2 separate regions of the Mus musculus genome follow, and region 2 is linked to region 1. The links are chromatin contacts, called in public promoter capture Hi-C maps. All regions are on one chromosome and are shown on one strand. Each heading gives the region's core, a stretch centred on a gene start, on an enhancer-like site or on the middle of the called end of the contact. The rest is flanking DNA. Distances are from core to core; before and after follow the strand shown.

Region 1 (7,311 bases), core at 1,592-4,091:
CACCCCCAACCAGGTAACTCAGAACCCACTGAACCATCAGTTTTAAATTGAGGAACAAGGTTTGCACAACAAAAGCCTGTAAAAGTGGGGATTTACTCATAGGTCTAGACTGTAGGATACAAAATTTAGCATTAGAATACATAGCAATAGACCAAAGCTCAACAGCTCAGTGTGGAGCTAGCTCCCTACTGCTGACACTGTCTTTTCTGCCTGCTGCCAGTGTCCCTACAAAATGGACAGTGTGTCCCTAGAGGTAGTATACAAAACAAACAATTTACACCCCTCCCCCAAAAGAACCCAAGAAACCATTTACAATAGTGCCATATAATTTATTTATTTACTTCTATCTATCTATCTATCTATCTATCTATCTATCTATCTATCTATCTATCTATCTATCTATCTATCTATCTACCTACCTACCTATCTATCTATCTACCTATCTATCTATCTATCTATCTATCTATCTATCTATCTATCTATCTATCTATCTATCTATCTATCTATCTATTTATTTTTGAGACAGGGCTTCTCTGTATAGCCCTGGCTGTCCTGGAACTCAGAGATCCACCTGCCTCTGTCTCCCAAGTGCTGGGATTAAAGGTGTGTGCCACCATCGCCCAGCAAAAATTATTATTTTTAAAAGTTTTATTTTTTTATGTGTGTGCTTTGCCTGCCTGTAGGTCTATGAATGCATGTGTGCCTAGTGCTTGTGGAAGCAGAAGAGTGAACCAGATCTCCTGGATCTGGAGTTACAGACGGTTGTAAGCTATCATGTGTGTGCTGGGAACTGAACTTAGGCCCTCTGCAAGGATCTCTCCAGGACCACACATTATTATTTTTTAAGTTGGGCTTGGTAACTCCATGAGCATAATTCCAGGATGTGGACATTAGAGGAAGGATGACCAGGAGTTCAAAGCTACCCTAGGCTTCTTGAGACCTTGTTTCAAAAACCAAGTCACATAAACATATAAAATTATTTTGTGTCAATTAAGAATAAAATAGTAGTAGAGGGGCTGGGGATGTGGCTCAACAAACTATCAGCCTAACAGAAATGAGTTTGTTCCCTAAGGCCATATTCAACAACGAGATGACTCAATAAAAGAGAACACTGTGATATATACTGTAACACATTACATTCAGTACAATAAGCCAGTTGAGAGAAGGATCTGATTCCATAGGTAAAAAGTACTTGACTTTGCCAAAGTCCCAGAGACAAAAAGAAGACTGTCACGAGGAGCTGGAGGTTACAAGTGTGTGTTTAGTGAGCACACAGCAGCCGCTGGAGGACAGGGAAGCCTTCACAGCCCTGTTAACCCACTTATTAGCACTAAATGCCACATGCCTATAATGGTTAAAATCCAAATATGCTTGACAGCAGACTGAATTCCAATATAAACTAACTCTACCTGAGATCAAGACTGCAAAAAAGAAAAAAAGAAAAACGAGATCAAGACTGGTTGATTTTTAGTGCATTTTTGGAAATGAGGCTAAACTGCATTTTAAAACAGAAAACAAGGTCTAGGGATATAGCTCTGTCAGCAGAAGGCTTGCCTGGTATGTGCAAGTGCCTGGGTTCAATTTCCAGTACTGCAAAAAGAAAACCAAAAAGAAATAAAATCCTGTTTACCATATTGCTAAGAAAGGATTCTTAAAATTCAAACTTCATTTCTTGTTTCAGAGAAAAAGTACAAGAATTCTAAATCCCATGTTTAAACTTTGAGAGGCAGAAAAAGGCGTGCAGGGCAAATGACAGGCAGGGGTTGTCTTGAGTTGGAGGGTATACTCCACAACACCTGCAGGGCTGCTTGCCTTACCCTGCAAGTCTACTGAATATCCTGAACTCAAAATGGGTTACATTGCCTGGTATACTAGAAACCCCAGCATTCGGGACGTAGAAAGACGAGGCTGTCGAGGGCGGTATGAGCTATGGGATCCTATCTCAAAGGGGGGCGTGGGGCACTGCTGAGATAGCACAGAAAGCTCTTGCTGCTCTTCTGGGGGGCCAGGGGTCAACTGCCAGCAGCTGCACTGGGTGGCCGGGACACCTGCGAGTTAAACATGATGCGCATACACTAATGCAGCCACACACACACCCAAATACAAATAAATAAATCATATATTGGGTGATACATAAATTCTGCCTTGGTAAAGTTGTTAAGCTATGGGGAAATTATTTAAATTATGCCATTACTAGTAAGTAGACAGAGGCTAAGTGAATAAAAGACTGTTTTCTACATTTCTGATTTTGCTTACCAAGTATGGCTTCTGGGTAACCAATTTTCTTTGCCAACTTTTTCGATGCAGAACTTCTGTGGTCCATTACTCCCTAGAACATAATGAAAGTACAAAGCTTGTTGGCTCAGAAATTCTTTATGCTTCCCAGTTCAACAGCAGTATTGCCATTCAGAATCACGGATGCCCAGGCCCTCTCCCAATCCTACTGCAGTAACAACTCTAGGAACAGAGGCCACTCTACACATTTTAACAAGCTTCCAGGCACTTCCGACAAGTGATGAAATTCGAGAACCATTTTGTTAATATATACCAAGAGGAAAACCTGCAGCTTATTTATCATTCCTTAGCTAGAATAGCACAATCACGTATTTAATAACAGCTTACATAAAAATACATAAATATCCAACTGTCAAAACTTTACCCCATGAATTCAACAGGAAGGCCTGTGCTCACAGACCTTGTACAACTGAGCTTCAGATGGGCGCTCACCTCTCCACAAAGCTTGTCTCCTACCTCTTGTTAGATACAGCTGTGCTGCTCAGCAGCACCAAGTACTGCTTCAGTAACCAGACACTATAGCTCCCCGGGGAGCACTCACTGGTGATTAAAGTGACTGGTAGTGCTGCTGGCTTTTTTGAACTAGATGGTCAGGACACTAAACGTTCTAAGTATATAGGACAGCCATGCACAAAAAGTTCTTGTGTTCTACTGACGAAATCCAGAATAACAGAGATTAGTAGTTCTTTGTGTCTGTAACAATGAGTCCTGTTCACTGGCAGTGATATATCCCAGTAAGATAAGGGAACAGCAATGGTTATCACAAAAAAGGACTGTAAGAAAATGTTCTGGACAGAGGAGACGGTCACTCACTTTGCATGCTTCCTTCCATTCACTACAGTATCTCTAACGACAGAGACAAGCAGGTAACAGCTCCACTAACATGGAACAGAGAAGATTTTGAAATTCAGTAGAATCCCATGTGTCGGGCTGGTGAGATGGCTCAGTGGGTAAGAGCACCCGACTACTTTTCTGAAGGTCCGAAGTTCAAATCCCAGCAACCACATGGTGGCTCACAACCACCCGTAATGAGATCTGACTCCCTCTTCTGGAGTGTCTGAAGACAGCTACAGTGTACTTACATATAATAAATAAATAAATCTTTAAAAAAAAAAAAGAATCCCATGTGTCATAATGGCCACTGCCATGACTGCTTTTTCAAATTAGATGAAACAGTAATACATCCAACTTGAAGCCTGAGGCCTGTAATCTCAGTTCGTGGGAAGTACTGTACGCAGACCAGGTCAAAGCCAGCCTCTCCTGCAGCTGAGGCAGCCCCAGTTATCTGTCTTAGAAAATAAGTGAAGAGGAAGAAATAGAAAAAAATGTAACATACTTAAATTACTTTTAAAAAAATATATTAGATTCACGGAGAATTTTTTTTTATTGTTGTTGTTTTGTTTTGTTTTTTTCGAGACAGGGTTTCTCTGTGTAGCCCAGGCTGTCCTGGAACTCACTCTGTAGACCAGGCTGGCCTCGAACTCAGAGGCCTCTGCCTCCCAAGTGCTGGGATTAAAGGCGTGCACCACCACTGCCCGGCCTCATGGAGAAATTTTATGCAAGAAAAATACAATAATAATAATAATGCAGGCATAGGGTGTTTGTATGTGTGTACTTGTGTGAATAATAATAATAATACATGGTATATGTGTATATGCACTTGCATGCATGCCACGGTGCACAACTGGAGGTCAGAACTTTGTAGAGTGGTTCTTTCCTTCTACGTAAATGTGAGTTCCTGGAAATTAATTCAAATTATCAGGCTTGTAAAATGTCTTTATCAGTTGAGACATCTGATTAGCCCTAAGAAGATAAAACAAATACACACACACACACACACACACACACACACACACACACACACATATTTAATTTTTTATATTATTTTAGATATATGGGTGTGTTGTCAGAATTAGCCTTGTGTACCGAGTGAGTCTGAAGCCAGTCTAGGGTACATGAGACCCTGTCTTATAAAATAGGGGGAAAAAATGTACTGAGGTATGAACTAAAACATCACCTTTAAGTCCATAAAATCCAGGTCAATCATGGCTGTTTAAAACAGGTGCACCTGCTGTTGTGTCTGATCTGTTGCGTACACAATTATCTCACAGCAGTAAGGCAACCAATCTCCACGAAATCTCCCTTTATACGTACCCATAAGGTCAGCAAATCCTCCCACTGGCAATCGGCAGGTTCCAGTAACAAACTGCAGAAGTCTCATCCTCTTCTCATTATCAATTTCTTTAACAAACTGTTAATATCACATTTAAGGAGAAATGTAAGTCATACATTATTGAACAAGATAGGAAAATGATCATTTCAGATCTTAAAAGACCGTGAGATGTCAGCAACACTGGACAGCAAATTTACCCATGCCCATCAGAGTCTCAGCAGCCTTCCTTACTAGGTCTCAGGACGGTTTCTGAAGGCTTCTTCGAGGCCTCACAGCTCCCTCCTTGTGCAGCACAAAGGTCTATTGTTCCTGCCCTTTACACTGGCTGTCCTATAGCACACTCCTGTAGTTATGCAAGACACAAATGCCTAGCTTGAATAAATTTCTTCATTTCATAACCAAATCAAATCAAGCTCATGAAACCAAAACCCCCTTCCTCAAAATTTTAAGTGATTTGTAAGCTACATGTAGCCAAAAATGTTTTTTGTCTTTATCTCTGGATCTAAGTATGAGGTATCCCACAGATGCTTCTATACTGTACAATGTTTTGGTTGAGTGAAATATATTTTGTAAGGAATTATTTCTCCTATTTACTAACGTCAATCATTTATTCAGTTAGTTTTTGAGACAGGGTCTCATGTAGTCCAGAGTACCCTCAAGCTTGCTATATAGCCGAGAATGTCCTTAAAATTTCAAAATTGCCCTGTTTTAACCTCAAGTGCTCAGAAAATAGATATAAGCCACCAAAGCTGGTTCTCCTGTCAATGATTTCACCTCATCTTTGTGGTTTTTGTTGTGTTGGTTCTTTTGTTTTGTTTTGTTTTGTTTTGTTTTGTTTTGTTTTTGAGACAGGGTTTCTCTGTGTAGTCCTGGCTGTCCTGGAACTCCCTCTATAGACCATTCTGGTCTTGAACTTACAGAGCTCTGCCTGCTTCTGCCTCCCAAGTGCTGGGATTAAAGACATGTGCCACTACCCAGTTCATCTTTGTGTTTCTTAATATGAATTTTGTTACATGTATAGAGAAGATTTTACATTTTATTTTTAAAAAATTATGTTAAGTGGCCAGCGAGATGGCTCAGTGGACAGAGCTGCTTGTCTTAGCCTGATGACTAAGTTCTATCCCAGGAGCCACCTGGGAAGGAAAGAACTGATGCCTGCAAGTTGTTCTGACTCCATATGCAAATGATGACATGCATGTACACACACACACACACACACACACACACACACACAATAAACAGACAAATAAGTGGGAGATGGTGGTAAAGTTTTCCATGTTAATTATTGTATAGGTATGTAAGCTTGTCATGTAAGCATGCACATGCGTGTGCACATGCACTTGTGTGGAGATTCTCAGTCAGTATTAGATATCTTCCTCAACAGTTCATTACCGTGTTTTACTTCTCTTTGAGACAAGACTCTCATGGAGCCCATAGTTTGTGCTTTCAGCGATACCACATGGCGAGACACCTCGGGGATGCTCCTGTCTCTGGCTCCTCCGCTCTGCGATTAAGAAGTGTGCTGCTGTGTCCACTTTTCTGTGTGTGTGAGTGTGCTGCAGATTCAAACTTGGGTCCTCCTATTTTCCTGACAAGCACTTTATAGACTCAGCCATATTCCTAGCTCCCCATGTTAATAATTTTAAGTGGACAACAGCATTAATTCATCCACACTATTATCTATCGCTGCTATCATGAGAACACTTTCATCATCCTAAACAAGTTTACTCGCTATTGCCCATTACCTCAATGCCACATTCTGTTTCAATAAATCTGTGCATATAACCAGACAGTGATGGTGCACACCTCTAATCCCTGCAACTCTGGAAGAAGCAGCAGGCAGATCTCTGTGAGTTTGGGGCCAGCCTGGTCTACTGAGTGAGTCCTAGGACAACAAAGGCACAGAGAAACCATGTCTCGAAAAACCAAAACTAAAATAAATCTGTCCACTTAAAGAATCTCATAGGTGGAATAAACATGTCTGTATAAATACATGTTTGTATATATCTTGATTCAATTATTTAAAAATTAAGATCTGCCTTCAATGACAGCAGTTGGGAGGTTAAAGGCAGAAAGATGATGGCCCCGAGCTCACTACATAGATCAGGTTGGTCTTGAACTTGCAGTGATTCTCCAGTTTCCTGAGGACTGGAAGTACAGATATGTGCTACCAAGTCAGGTCTCAAAAACTTATTTCTTCACATAGTGCTGGGGATTGAACACAAGGCCTAGGTACAATAACTAGGCAAACGCTCTGAGCTATAGCTCCAGCCCCAGTTGTTTCTTGAACGCTCCCTAACCCCAGTGTTGAAGATTGAATTTGGGGCCTGGAACATGAGTAAGCTATACCTCCTGCACAAAATGAGACAGGCTTTGCTAAGTAGCCTAAGCTTAGCCTCTAATACCTATAATTACATAAGACATCATACCCAGCTCAAAATTCATGCTGCTTTAAAGCCTTACACTTCATTTTACATCAAAAGTTTCATTCATTTTTGGTGACTAAATGATATTCCATTATACATACACACTACTTCAGATTTGTTAATGCATTAATATGCACATGGTTTAATTCTGCCTCTGGGTGAGTCTGAACAAAACTGTTATAAATACTGGTATATAGACAAATCTGCTCAGTTTTATGGCTTTAATTCTTTTGAAGTGAAACTATTAAATCATGTTAACTCTATCTTTAACTGTTTTGGGTTTTAAGACAAGGTCTCATGAAGCTGGGCTGGCCTTCACCCCCTGACCCTTGTGCCTGCTGCTGCTGCTGTCCAGGGCTGTGGCCACCGCGCCCGGAGACGCTTTAGTGAGCTGCCACTCTCTTTCCCCTTGCAGGA
Region 2 (7,311 bases), core at 2,099-4,598, 150 kb before region 1:
AGAATAAAGGAGCGAGACCAAATGTCCCATTTTTTTCCTGGCCTGGCTCTCCCCAGCCTCCTGGACCTCTGGAAATACGACCCCTATAATCAGTTGGCTCTGGTCCTCAGCCCAGAACACTGGTAACAGGAAGCCAAGTGGGTGAGAGGTGATAGGAGAAACTGCTTGGAATGATGTCCGTTCTAGCCCAGGTGCCTATCTCTAAGTCCAGTGTCCTTGGAAAGGCTGGTGGAACAAAGAGAACATGAATCCTTCATAAAGGAGAGCTGTTTTCATTTCGTTAACACCTAAACTCTATATTATTGATTAAAATAGATTTTTAAACAGTTCAACAGTTTACTCATATATTGTATAATTTTAAAGCATAAATTAAAATTTTAACCAAGGTAGAGTCAAGGTCACTTCTTTTCTTTTAAGAGATTTTTATTTTTAATTAGTTATGTATGTGTGTCTGTGCACACAAGACCAGTAGAGGACATTGGATTCCCCTGTAGCTGAAGTTAGGGATGCTTGTGGGCTGCTAGGTGTAGGTGCTGAGACCCAAACACAGGTCCTCCTCAAGGGCAATGAATACTCTTAATTAATTACTTCATCATCTTTCCAGCCCCCGATCTTGAACTATGCAGCCATAGAAGACCTTAAACTTCTGATCTTGTTTCCCCTTCTTGAGTGCTGGGATCCGAGGCCTGTGACATCACACACATTGTATTCAGTACCGAGGATACAGCTCAGGGTTTCATGCATTCTCCCCAGGTGTGTCTTTTGTTTGTTTGTTTGTTTGTTTGCTTGCTTGCTTGCTTGCTTGCTTGTTTTGATTTGCTTTGGGTTTTCAAGGCAGACTTTCTCTATGGAGACCTGGTCATCCTGCTCTGTAGACCTGCCTCCTGCCTCCTAAGTGCTGGGATTAAAGGCATGCACCACCACTGCATGGTCCCCATGCATTTTTTTTACAAATAGAAGCATTGCTCTATACACTTCATTTTACACTGTATCTTGAAGACTGTTCATCAGCAATGTACAGAGCAGCTCCACTTTATTTCACGTAGGTGTAATATCCAATGGAAAGGAAGGTTACTTCCAATCATTTATCAAAACCACTGTAATTCATATTTATCCACATAATTTGACTTTAAAAAAAATGTCTCGCCAGGCGTGGTGGCGCACGCTTTTAATCCCAGCACTCGGGAGGCAGTGGCAGGCAGATTTCTGAGTGCGAGGCCAGCCTGGTCTACAAAGTGAGTTCCAGGACAGCCAGGGCTATACAGAGAAACCCTGTCTCAAAAAAAAACATAAAAAAAAAAAAAGTCTCGTTACATAGACCAGGCTGGCCTCAAACTCACAAAGATCCACCTGCCTCTGCTTCCCAAGAGCTGAGATTAAAGTCATGTGTTGCCATGCCAACATTGCATATTTATTTTAAGGTATCTTTAATCAGGTCTAAGCAGTTGAAGCAATTTTTTTTTGTTTTGTTTTGGTTTTGGGTTTGGGTTTTTGGGGGGTTTTTGTTTGTTTGTTTTGGGTTTTTTTTTTTTTTCAAGACAGGGTTTCTCTGTATAGACCTGGCTGTCCTGGAACTTACTTTATAGACCAGGCTGGCCTCGAACTCAGAAATCTGCCTTCTTCTGCCTCCCAAGTGCTGGGATTAAAGGCGTGCGCCATCACTGCCCGGCCAGTTGAAGCAATTTTTAAAATTTAATTGGCATTTAAAAACGAAGGCTAGCCAGATGTGGTGGCTCAGGCAGGTTGTCATAGCACTTGAGAAGTCGGTGGCAGGAGGACCATTCAAGGTTTGAAGTCAGGCCTCAAAAAAATCAAAACTAGGGCCAGTGAAAGAGTTCAGCAGGTGAAAGTGGCTGCTGCCTTGCCTGGCCACCTGAATTCAATCCCCAGGAAGGACTGAGAGACCGAGGAGTCCCTGGTGGAAGGAGAGAGACATCACCAACACTCCAAGCTGTCCTTGGACTTCCTCATGAGTTCCCATCACTAGAGATAACCAGGTGGTGGTCATGTCTAGACACATACAATGAATATACATTAAAAAGATTAAAAATTAAAATAAAAATATTAAAGATATAACTACACAGCTTCCATGATGTAATGGATGCTTATACTGTTCAGACTGCCTGGAAGTTGTGCCATGTGAATACACAAACTCTGCCTCATTAAAGAAGACCCTCCCCCCTAAAAAGTTAAAAGATTTATTTAAGTATATGAGTACACTGTTGCTGTCTTCAGACACACTAGGAAAGGGCATCAGATCCCATTACAGATGGTTGTGAGCCACCATATGGTTGCTGGGAATTGAGCTCAGGACCTCTGAAAGAGCAGTTAGTGCTCTTAACTACTGAGCCAACCCTCCAGCCCCCAGAATTCTGTTTCATAATGTAAAATCATTTCCTTAGTCACTTGTTGAACATTTGGGTTTTCCCTGACTTGCCCTGACAAACAATGCCTCAGGGACCATCTCTGTTTAGAATAGAGTCAGAGATAGGGCTGAAGAGGTAGAGCACTCGCATGCACTAAATCCTGAGTCCAACCTCCAGCACTGCCTAAAAATAGACATGGTGATAAATTCCTGTGATCCCAGCACTCAGAAGCTGGAGGCAGAAGATTCAGAAGTTCAAAGTCACCTTTAGCTGTATAGCTAGTTTGAACTCAATGAGCTACAGAAAACCTGTCTCAAAATAAAACATAGAATAAGAGGTATCCCTTTAGACCTATAAAATCGATTGGTATATACACTTTGAACGTAACCATGCCAGTTTAGACTTCTATCAGTGATGCATTCCTGTCTCATGGTTACACCCAGACTTGGCCTGTGTGCTTCCTCCTGAGCCAAAGCTCAGCTGTTCCCTTCTGCAGAACCTGGGTGTTGGACACCTGGGTAGGAAAAGATGCACATGGAGGAGGAGGAGGAGGCCAGTCCTCGCTGACTGTGAGTCCTCATCACTAGAGCTATCCAAGTGGAAGCGCAATATCAATATTTACTCTGTCCCAGGTCCTGGGATGGTGTCCCCAGAGATGAGTCAGCTGAGTCCCTGCCCTCCCAGAGCTTGATACTCACGGAGAAAAAGTAAACAGACAGCTAACGATGCACAGTTCACTCAGCACTGAGCTGGACTTCCTTTTCTGACAATATCTGGAACTCCTTGCTACGTAGCCCACGGAAATGCAGGAACAAAAACAAAACATTCTGTTGAATACACAACTGACCTCTTAACAAACAACTTTGGCTTTTTAACAGACATTTGGACTTAAGAACTGTTAGGGGTTGGAACTAAAGCCCCAGATACAGCTGGGAATTTTGAAGGCCCAAGATGAGCCTGACTGGTTCATCTGGCTCTTGGCAGAATGCCCTGTAGCTGCACCAGAACACCAGAAGGCTTGTCAGACAGGAAAAGCCTTCTCCCCAGGGCCTCCCGTGTCCCCTGGGAGGCTGGCAATAGATGGTTCTATGGCTTCTCGGGATCTAATGAGGTGTAGTGTTTTGTTTTGTTTTGTTTTGTTTTGTTTTTGTTGTTTAGATTTTATTGTGTGTGTGTGTGTGTGTGTGTGTATTGGAGTTGGAGTTACAGACAGTTGTGAGATTCCTGACAGGTGCTGGAAACCAACGTCTGGTCCTCTGGAGAAACAGGATGTTACCTCTCCAGCCCCAGGCACAGGGTTTTCTGCCCATCCAATTTAGGGTGTAGTTGAGAATATGTAACTTTGCGGCCTCTTAAGAATTGGCACCAGGCAGTGGTGGCTCACGCCTTTAATCCCAGCACTTGGGAGGCAGAGGCAGGCGGATTTCTGAGTTCTAGGCCAGCCTGGTCTACAGAGTGAGTTCCAGGACAGCCAGGGTTACACAGAGAAACCCTGTTTTGAAAAGAAAAAAGAGTTGGCTCCTGGACTGGAAAGATGTCTCAGCGGTTAAGAGCACTGACTGCTCTTCCAGAGGTCCTGAGTTCAATTCCCAGCAACCACATGGTGGCTGGCAACCACCTGTAATGCTGTAATAGGATCCAATGATGCCTTCTCTTGGTGTATCTGAAGAGAGCAATGATGTACTCATATACATAAAATAAATAAGTAAATCTTTTCTTTTTTTTAAAGGAGATTGTTTACACGCTGTTTAAGTCCACAGGTGGCTCGCTGTATCTGAGTAGAGCTGTTCAGACTTTGGCCTTGTTTTACGTCTAGGAATAAGCCAAGAGGTTTCCAGCTGCTCTTGGAGTCAGACGTCTTCTAAACTCAAACCCAAAGGAAAAGATGAGATTCATTTCCCCAAATGGCTCATCCAAAATCTCAGAATTGAGTTTTGAATGCCCTGTGGGTCACGTGTACATCCCCCAACCCGTCATGATGGCGTGGTCTTAGTGTGTATTTGTTAGTTCAAATTATTTAGGCCCTATTCCTGGAATGAGGACTGAGGAATTTAAGATTTTGCTAGGAAAAGAAAGCAGGGCTAAGGGGGACAGATACCAGGGAAGAACAAATCAAGACTATGAATATGTTCCTCCTTTCCCGAGCAGGGAAGGTTGTGTGTATTTGGGGCAAGGAGCCTGGGTTCACAGCCATGGAAACTGTGGGATCCTAGGGAGGGAAGGAGGAGCCAATAGAGGAAGAGGAGCGGAGCTCCAGCTTTGGGCTTTAGGCATAGTGTGACATCTTAGCATTGTTTTCCTAACAGGATGACTTTGGTAACTGTGGGCCGGTGTGGGCTCAGAGTAGGAAGGAAATCTCTAGAGCCATGGCCACACCGGTCTCTGAAATCTGAGGAATTACATAAGCCTGTAAGTTCAGATCTTTGTTTCTTCTTCTTTTGGGGGGGATGGGGGCTTACAATAACAGGGTGAAGGATTGAGGAGGGAACTAGTTGTGAGCTTTCTAGTGAGCCTCATCAGAGACCCTGGTCCAGAAAAACGGAACCCTGGTGTCTAGGCCTAATGTCACCACTGATCTGCTGTTAGTTCCTGAACCAGGCACTGTCCCTCTTTAGCCTCTAGTTTCCCAGTCTGTACACAAGACTAGGTCAGGCCCTTCCTCTTTCTTCAATCTCTGGGATGCCTTTGATTCTCTTCCGTCATGGGGTGCTATTGCCCACAGCCCCTCCCCCACGGTGGTTGTTTATTTTCAAGATAGTAAAGTTCCTTGATCCCTGGTGGGAAAAAATCATGCTCACTATAGATCACATTAAGATTTCCTTCCTAGCTCCCTAACTTCTGCTATGATATGCTTGACCTTATGTGGTCTAACCTTATGTAGCAATTCTCCTGCCTCCAGAGCACCTGGGACAATAGCTTGTTATGATTGTTTCTTTTGACGATTTCTTGTTTTTTTTGTTTTGTTTTGTTTTGTTTTGTTTTGTTTTGTTTTGTTTTCGAGACAGGGTTTCTCTGTATAGCCCTGGCTGTCCTGGAGCTCACTTTGTAGACCAGGCTGGCCTTGAACTCAGAAATCCGCCTGCCTCTGCCTCCGGAGTGCTGGGATTAAAGGCGTGCGCCACCACACCCGGCATTCTTTTGACGATTTCTTGAGTTCGATCAGTTTGATATATCTGGAAAGCCTATGTGTGGGTTGGTTTTTCTGCATCATTCAAGGAGTTGTCAATTTTTGTTGTTGTTTGAAGCAGGGTCTATATGTGTAGTCTGGGATGGCTTTAAAACCTTGATGCTCCTGCCTTCCCATCCCAAATGAAGGGATTACAGGCATGAACCACCATGCTGGCAGGGACTGGTTGCTAACTTGTCAAAGCTTCTTTTGCTGTTAGCAAATAGTCTCTTGTAAATTTTGATTTAACTTCTGAAACTTCTGGCTAGGTCCTATTGCTTCCGAAGTGTAGAGTACATGTATGGTTTATGTGGGTTTTAGACTTCATTTGTATCTTGGTCTTTTTTTTTTTTTTAAAGATTTATTTATTTTATGTATGTGAGTACACTGTAGCTGTACAGATGGTTGTGAGCCTTCATGTGGTTGTTGGGAATTGAATTTTTAGAACCTCTGTTCACTCTGGTCGTCTTGCTCCGGCCCAAAAATTTATTTATTATTATACATAAGTACATTGTAGCTGACTTCAGACGCATCAGAAGAGGGTATCAGATCCCATTACAGGTGATTGTGAGTCACCATGTGGTTGCCAGGATTTGAACTCAGGACCTTCGGAAGAGCAGTCAGTGCTCTTACATTCTGAGCCATCTTGCCAGCCCTGTATCTTGGTCTTATTTTCTTAATACAATTGTCAGTGGTGGGAATGTCATGGACACTCACCCTCTCTTCTCATTGTTCTGTCATTCACAATGGTGGCTGGTTGTCAGGCATTTGGGAAGTTAGTTTCTAGTTGTGTCTAAAATGGTTATACAGGGGGCTGAAGTCTCTTCAGTTAAGAGCCATGGCTGCTATTCCAGAGGATCCAGGTTCCATCCCAGCATCCACAGAGCAGCTCATAAGTCTCTGTAATCGCAGTTCCAGGGCATCTGAGTTTGAAGTAGCTAAGACTACAGGAGACCTTGCATGAAAAAAAAAATCTAATTTGTGATGGTTTTCTTTATTTTTTATTTTTTTATTTTATTTTTTTTAAAGATTTATTTATTTATTATATGTAAGTACACTGTAGCTGTCTTCAGACATTCCAGAAGAGGGAGTCAGATCTCGTTATGGATGGTTGTGAACCACCATGTGGTTGCTGGGATTTGAACTCCAGACCTTCGGAAGAGCAGTCGGGTACTCTTACCAACTGAGCCATCTCACCAGCCCTTGTGATGGTTTTCTAACTGTATTTGAAAACCTTTCATGGATTTCCTGTTCTTTCAGAGATAAGAATTCAGCTTAGCATCATGGTCTGCAAAGGGTACCTGATTCTTACCCCCTTCTCCCGTTTCTCTTCTGGCTTCCATCACTCCAGCCACACTGGCCTCTCTGGTTGCAAACTCAGTGACTTTAGTGCTTTCACACCACTGCCAACTCTTCACACTAGCAATTCCTCGACCTTTAGACCTCAGATGAGCCATCACTTCCTTGCCCAGCCAGTCTCTACAACAGTTCTTCCACCCTTCATTATCCCTGCTCTTGTCTCTGACCAGCAAAGTCTAATTACTAACCCTAATTATTTTGTCTGCTTTTATTCATTTAGTATGATTCCCTGGTAGACTCCAATATAGGAAGAACTGTGTCTCTCTTTCGTACCACCATCATTAGTGTTTGCCCGACCCCAACGGAGCATAACACATCAATGAACTGGTTCCACCCAACTGCTTTCAGAGCGTGCTGTTCTAGGGCAATGATGGTAAATTCCTCCCAGATTCTTTTCTCTTGCTGCCATGTACACAGCCA

Evidence for each region. Promoter capture Hi-C pulls out the DNA fragments that hold promoters and counts their contacts.
Region 2: a promoter capture Hi-C map of pre-B cells shows a contact between it and region 1, with 1.9 times the contacts expected there. The contact joins two enhancer-like sites. A contact is called at or near these places in 2 of 39 promoter capture datasets (macrophages and pre-B cells), 2 of 115 datasets of contacts at active chromatin or transcription factors (the NIH/3T3 cell line and embryonic stem cells) and 2 of 9 other capture datasets (adipose tissue and pancreatic islet).

What each region holds. Positions count from the first base shown.
Region 1 is chr2:155,215,226-155,222,536 of GRCm38.p6, reverse strand. It overlaps Itch (itchy, E3 ubiquitin protein ligase), which reads right to left. Exons shown (of 25, transcript NM_008395.3): 23 at 4,450-4,546; 24 at 2,257-2,329. Among named protein-coding and RNA genes, the nearest start is that of Gm52565, 18 kb to the left of the region's middle. Within about 2 kb of position 2,841, at least 6 of the 459 cell types and tissues checked have an H3K27ac peak or open chromatin away from gene starts, as enhancers often do. A contact at or near this core is called in pre-B cells, where this site is marked.
Region 2 is chr2:155,365,473-155,372,783 of GRCm38.p6, reverse strand. No RefSeq gene overlaps it. Among named protein-coding and RNA genes, the nearest start is that of Pigu, 12 kb to the right of the region's middle. Within about 2 kb of position 3,348, at least 110 of the 459 cell types and tissues checked have an H3K27ac peak or open chromatin away from gene starts, as enhancers often do. A contact at or near this core is called in pre-B cells, where this site is marked.